Linked DNA regions of Triticum aestivum: region 1 is linked to region 2. The links are chromatin contacts, called in public Hi-C maps. All regions are on one chromosome and are shown on one strand. The core of a region is the stretch at or near the end of the contact, and the rest is flanking DNA. Distances in the headings are between cores, read along the strand shown. Region 1 holds the start of LOC123096992. Region 2 holds the start of LOC123098119 (prolyl 3-hydroxylase 1).

The links. A called contact is a pair of places that touch in the nucleus more often than the background predicts.
Region 1: a contact with region 2 is called in a Hi-C map of leaf, with 5 times the contacts expected there. The contact joins the promoter of LOC123096992 here to the promoter of LOC123098119 in region 2. A contact is called at or near these places in 2 of 5 Hi-C or Micro-C datasets (both in leaf).

Annotation. Positions count from the first base shown.
Region 1 is chr4D:391,415,331-391,418,436 of IWGSC CS RefSeq v2.1, reverse strand. It overlaps LOC123096992, which reads right to left and starts at 1,460. Exons shown (of 1, transcript XM_044518771.1): 1 at 804-1,460. The coding sequence starts at 1,460. The coding sequence ends at 804.
Region 2 is chr4D:390,979,554-390,982,654 of IWGSC CS RefSeq v2.1, reverse strand. LOC123098119 (prolyl 3-hydroxylase 1) reads right to left here and starts at 1,835. Exons shown (of 7, transcript XM_044520011.1): 1 at 1,645-1,835; 2 at 1,339-1,541; 3 at 982-1,054; 4 at 370-465; 5 at 200-250. The coding sequence starts at 1,737.

The sequences.
Region 1 (3,106 bases), core at 211-2,710, 440 kb before region 2:
ACCTCATTCTTACTCGTCCGGAGCTCCAGTACGCTGTTCAGCAGGTGTGCCTTCATATGCATGCTCCCCGTGATGCTCACTGGACCGCAGTCAAGCGCATTCTGCGCTATATCCGTGGCACCTTGGATCTTGGGCTGTCACTTCAGGCTTCATCATCTATGGATCTGACGGCTTATTCTGACGCCGATTGGGCCGGCTGCCCTGACACGCGCCGCTCGACCTCTGGTTATTGCGTCTATCTTGGACCATCACTTATCTCCTGGTCGTCCAAGCGGCAGCCCGCTGTCTCCCGCTCCAGTGCTGAAGCGGAGTACCGCGCCGTTGCCAACGTCGTCGCCGAGTGTTCCTGGCTTCGTCAGCTTCTGCATGAGCTCTTGTCTCCGGTTGACAAGGCCACGATTGTCTACTGTGACAATGTTTCTGCGGTCTACCTCTCTGCCAACCCGGTTCATCATCGATGCGCCAAGCACATTGAGATTGATATCCATTTTGTTCGCGAACAGGTAGCTCTTGGTCATGTACGCGTGCTGCATGTCCCTACGTCCCAACAATTTGCTGACATCATGACAAAGGGCTTGTCTACCGCATCTTTCGAGGAGTTCCGATCCAGTCTTTGCGTCGACCATGGTGCCGCTTCGACTGCGGGGGTGTTGAGATGTAGATACATATGTGTATTTCTTGTACAACAAGCCCTCCTCCTTCCATGTATAGTTGAGGACGTGGCTATCCTTTGTACTTATATATACATGCATATTGCACCCGATCAATATATCGTGAGTTGCATAACCTTCTACAATGATCCTCTAATTCGGAAGGGAAAGAGATCGCTCGAACTCGGCGTCCATGAGGACCCCCGCCATGACATGCACCACGGTCTCGTCCCTGACGATATCGACGCACTCCGACCGCACGCCGTTGACGACGAGAGCCCCGTCCACGTCCCTCCACGCGTGCACCTTCAGCCCGGACACGGAGTCCAGGTCCAGCAGCCGCGCCGTCCCGCGCAGAGCCACGTCCCCGGAGCGCAGGCGCAGAGGGACGGCGGAGAAGCCGAGCACGCGAGAGACGACGGCGTAGGTGTCGTCGCTGGCCTTCAGCCCCGCGGCGCTGTCGTTGTGCCGCAGCCCGAGGACGCGGCGGAACGACTCCGGCGAGGGCATGAAGGCGGTGAATGCGAGGTCCCTCGGGAGCATGGACACCATCATTTCGCCGAACTCCCCCAGGCTCGCGCTCATCGCGCCGCAGTGAGCGGGTGGACTAAGCGCGGTCGTGGATGTCGTGTCGACGCCGTGGCGCCGGCGGGATGGCGGCGAGGAGGAGGCGGGAAGGGAGGAGAGCAGGAGGACGATGGAGAGTAGGGTCACCGCGAAGGCGGCGGCGAGGCCGGCAAGGAGAGTGCGTTGCCGCGAGAGCAGCCGCGGCCTGAGAGGGATGAGCATCCTCCTGCTCCCTGCCGCCATCATACTACTCATCTGCTGTGCTGTCTGATGAGTGGGGGGCTTGCATTGGGGGGCTGCACGCTGACATTGCGTTGCGTCGTGTAATTAGCCAGTGGTGCAGTGCAAGGTGAAGGGGGTGGAGGACGTACAAGGGCCGGCGTTGGGGTGGGCGCGGCGCCGCCGTACATGACGGATCTGGCCAGCCCCCGACGCGACGCTGGGAACTGAGCGCGGTAACGTAAACCTTGCTGCAAACTTTAGACGAGAAGAAGAAACGTGAAATGTTGGGCAGGTCAGCGCAGGATGGAAATGGGCTCGGTCGGCCCGCCGGGTCGCTGATCCGACCTAAAAATTCAAGGCCAGTGGGTCATGTGCGTTGGTCTCAAACAAGATTTGGGTCAACATAGCCGGCACTAGATGACTCACTCGGTCAGTCAGGTCGGCCTACCTTATAGTTTTATATCTCACAACAACTTCAATCTTCATCGCCCTCGCGCCGTCGTTGTTGTAGGACCCAATTTTGCGACGCGGTGTGTCGCATAATTTCCGACAAATGCTCGCATATATGAACAACAAAATTATCATGATATGTTTCGGCAAGAGGCGGAGCTACAGACCCACAAGCAGACGACTTGATTTTTTCTATTAACCAGATTTTTTTTTCTATTAACCCTTGGCCTCACAAATTAGCCTTGGGCCATAGTGGCTGAGTCCAAGGCTAGCTCCGGGCCGGCTCATTCTCATCCCGATGGTCAGGCGCGAGACAACCCGCGCTTTGGGCGGGTGAGGTTTTTCACGAGAGTTTGCGCGAACGAGATGTGTGTCGATTTCCATGTCCCATACGGCGTTTGATAACCGTTTTTTTCCGCCGCAAGCCAAGGCAGATCCCTTTTTTTTTTTTTTGAAATTGCCAAGGCAGATCCCTAGTTGGTGCGTAGATAGCCAAATAGGACAGATCCTATTTGGCGCATAGGTGGCAGAATAGTGACCTAGTGCGTAGGCCCTGCTCCCCCTCTGCATACACTTGAGTCGGCCCAGCTAGCTCCTTTCCTATCTTGAGAAGGTTCTTGAACCTTTCCTAACCTATTCTGTGTGTTCTTTCGGTTTTTCGGCCTTTTTCATTTTCATTCTTTCCTTTCTTTTTCCATTTTAGTTTTTTCTTTCTATTTTCTATTTTTATCCTTTTCTATTTTTAAATATTTTTCGTGTTTGTTTTCCTCATTTATCTTTTCCTTTTTTTCCTGTATCATCTACATTTTGCGGTCTCTCTCAAATTTCAGAATTATTTTTTGAAATCATGACAATTTTATGAAATCATGAAATGTTTTCCAAACCAGGAACATTTCTCAAATTCACAAATATTTTTTTCAAATCATGAACATTTTTATACTTTGCAAACAATTTCTAAATTGTGAACTTTTTCTGAATTTGCGAACATTTTTCACAAATTCACGTGTTCTTTTTGAAATTCTGAACGTTTCTTTTGGAACTCGTGAACATTTGTTTTTGAGACTGCAAACTTTTTCTGAAATTTGTGGATAATTTTTGAAATTCACAAAGATTGTTTTGTTTTCATGATTTTTTTTTCAAATGCAAGCACATTTTCCAATTCATGAATTTTTTGAATCAGCAATATTTTTCGAAGCAATGAACCCTTTTGAAATTCC
Region 2 (3,101 bases), core at 586-3,085:
CGCAATCAACCGTTGCTACAGCTGACTTTAACACACTGTCCCCATTTGTTTCATAAATAGAAAACATTAAAAATAATAGAGAACTCTTATTGTATCTAAATAATGGCACAAAATATGATAACCAACATCAGTGAAGGAGAATAGGCATGCTTATACTACAGGAAAAAGAATCTGATCCACACAGAAAACAGAAACGTACCTCATCTACACAATGGACATTACGATTATCAGCAGTGTAGATGACAGCATCCTGAAAACAATATTAATTGTCATAAAATGAAAGAAATTATCCAATAGATTTTAGCCGGTGGAAGATAATATCCACATCAATGATTCTGAAGAAAAATGCATGTAGTGTGTGCTGCTTACACCAGCAACTGGAATAACAGAGGAGGGTTCACCATCCTGAAACTTCAACAGTCCACCCTTAAAGTCCTTTCCATGATTGTTCAAGTAGCAGACAGCCTTTTTAATTGAATCCAGAAGAGGGAAATAAAGTCAGCATGAGAAAGATCACATCTAAAAGAAGCAGAAAAGCAAGTGATCGGTGTGGGCAAAAACTTATTTGTGATCATCATAGCAGAACTAAGAAAACCTCTCCATGTTATGAATGACTTCAATATCTAATCACAATGATAATACACATATCAAAGCATATTTCCAGTGTGTGTTGGTTCTTAACAAACTCATAGTTTCATGGTGATCATTTCTTACATTGTTTATGGAATTGGCAAGCATTTGCAGTAGTCTATTAATGCAAAGCAGGATACATAATGGCATGTTGTTGTTTTACAGCAATACATAACAACATGCTCCTTGTGTATGGTTCGCCAATAAGTAGGCAAATGGGAACTAAATCAACCAAAATGATAGTTAAGCAACTAAGAATTGTGTGATATCACTGTCTCGGAATTAAAAATTCGAGATACAAGGAGAAACCATGCAAACTGACTGAATCCCCCAAATCAAATTGGTCCTCACCGTGAAGGCTCTTTGCCTAAGGTAAGGTTTGTTGTCGTCACTGTGCCATCCAATAGAAGCACCCTTGCACCAACTGCATGCCCAATATAGAGGTTTTGTATAAGGAGAGAATTATAGTGTCAAGTTATGTCAGGTCTCCTACATAAACTACCTTCAAGGTTTATGCGCACCATTAATAAGGTGACAACATTTTCTATAAGGGTTATTATGCATTCGTATAAAGTTAGTGGAGTCATGAGGGTACTGAGCATATATGTAAAATTGATCTGCTCCAAGGAAACATGCTGATACCAATGTGAAACTACTAGGATCGACCAGACAGCATGACATGAAAGAGGTGATGCGACTGTTCAGCACCTGACTAGTCCGGTGAACTCGACGAAGAGGTCGAAGTGGCAGGAGAAGAAGGACTCGACGGCGTCGCGCAGTCGCTCGCGGATGGGCACGAAGGGGAGGAGTAGGTGGCCGCAGCCGGTGGCAGCTAGATGCGGCAGCGATGTAGACACCACCGAAGGCCGGTACCCCGCCGTCCCGCAGCTCCGGTGCACGAACTCCAGCTCCTGGACGCGGTGGCCACCGTATGAGACGGTCGATTCGGATCGCAACAAGCTGGAGTTTAGGGCTCGGAGGAGGAGGGTTTAGGGGGAGGAGCGTGTGATATACCTTGCAGGTCTCGGGGGAGAGGAATCCAGGGAGAAGGAGGCGGACGTTGTCCTCGGCGGCGGTCGGCGGCGGCGAAGCGGCGGTGGTGGCCATGGTTGGAAGAGACTGGAGATGTGGAGGGGAGAGAACAGACCGTGAGACCGGTGGGCCCCGCGGAAGAGGTCTTTGACCACGCTGACTACTCTATCGACGAAATTGAGCAGGATTCTGTTCGAGGCGCACAGGACGAAGGGATATACAGTAGTCGCTCATTACCTGTGCAAAAAAAAAACGATAGTCGCTCATTTACGGCAAAACACAGGGTGCCCTATGCATATTTTCCATGGGGAAGAGGTTGATCAATCCTGTCCTATAGTCCAGATCTAACGCCCGAGATGGTACGGGATGACCGTATCATCTGATGAGCCGTATCATCAGATATCGACCCTAGAGATTCAGCCATGCATCAAGAGAACGTATCAGGTGTACCAACTCAATTCATGCACCAAATGCTCTGTTGCTATATGAGCCATTGGATGGAAAACAAAGGGATATGATCAGGTTGGTAGGTGGATTGTTGAAACATTGCAGTCGACCCACATCTCCCTCTCCTCTAAATAACTCTCCATGTTCAATTTTTTTACTTCAAACAAAAAAGGGATCATATATTTTAAGCGAATCTTTTGATTTCAGAAACGTTTTGACTGCCTTCTTTGTTTTGACGAGATCTTTGAATCAAGATTAATATTAGGTATATTTTTGAAAATTCATATTTTTTGTCTTTTGGAACTTAACTCGAAACTTAACTGATTTTTTTATACAAGTTTTGTAATTTGTCTATGAGAAACATCCGCCTCTCTCACACGTGGGTCTCGCATGCAACATGCTTCTGGTACATCAAGTTTTGAGTCAAGTTTCAAAAAAGCAAAAAAATAATATTTGTTAGAAACATATTCAACATTGATCTTATTTCGAAGATCTTGTCAAGAAAAATATGACGGTCAAAACGGATCTGAAATCAAACATTCAGTTCAAAAAATATGAATCATTTTGTGTTTGGGCCAAAAAAATAAACATGCAATTTTCTGATGGGAGTGTGGGCTGTAGTGTGCGGGTTAATTTCTACAAAGTACAAGGTTGTCTCCGCAAAAAAGTCGTAGTCCAACTTTTGACCATAATCTAGCCCATTTCTTTTTCATCTAAGGGCCCAGAATCCACCGGTGCATTGGGTGCAAAAATTGGCTTGGTGCACAGGATACATTCTCCATGCATCAACTAGCGGTTCTACTGTGCGTAATGTCAGTGGCATGTTCTCCCTCCGTTTCGAAATATAGGTCGCTGAAGATATCCTTCCGACCAGGTGAAAACGATGGATTTTACATCCTGCCCCTACTTTGAATCGGTATCCCCATCGTCGTCTTCCTCCACCCCAGGATTTGAATCCTCCGTCGTCCACCCCTGTCGTCGCCCGCCCCTGC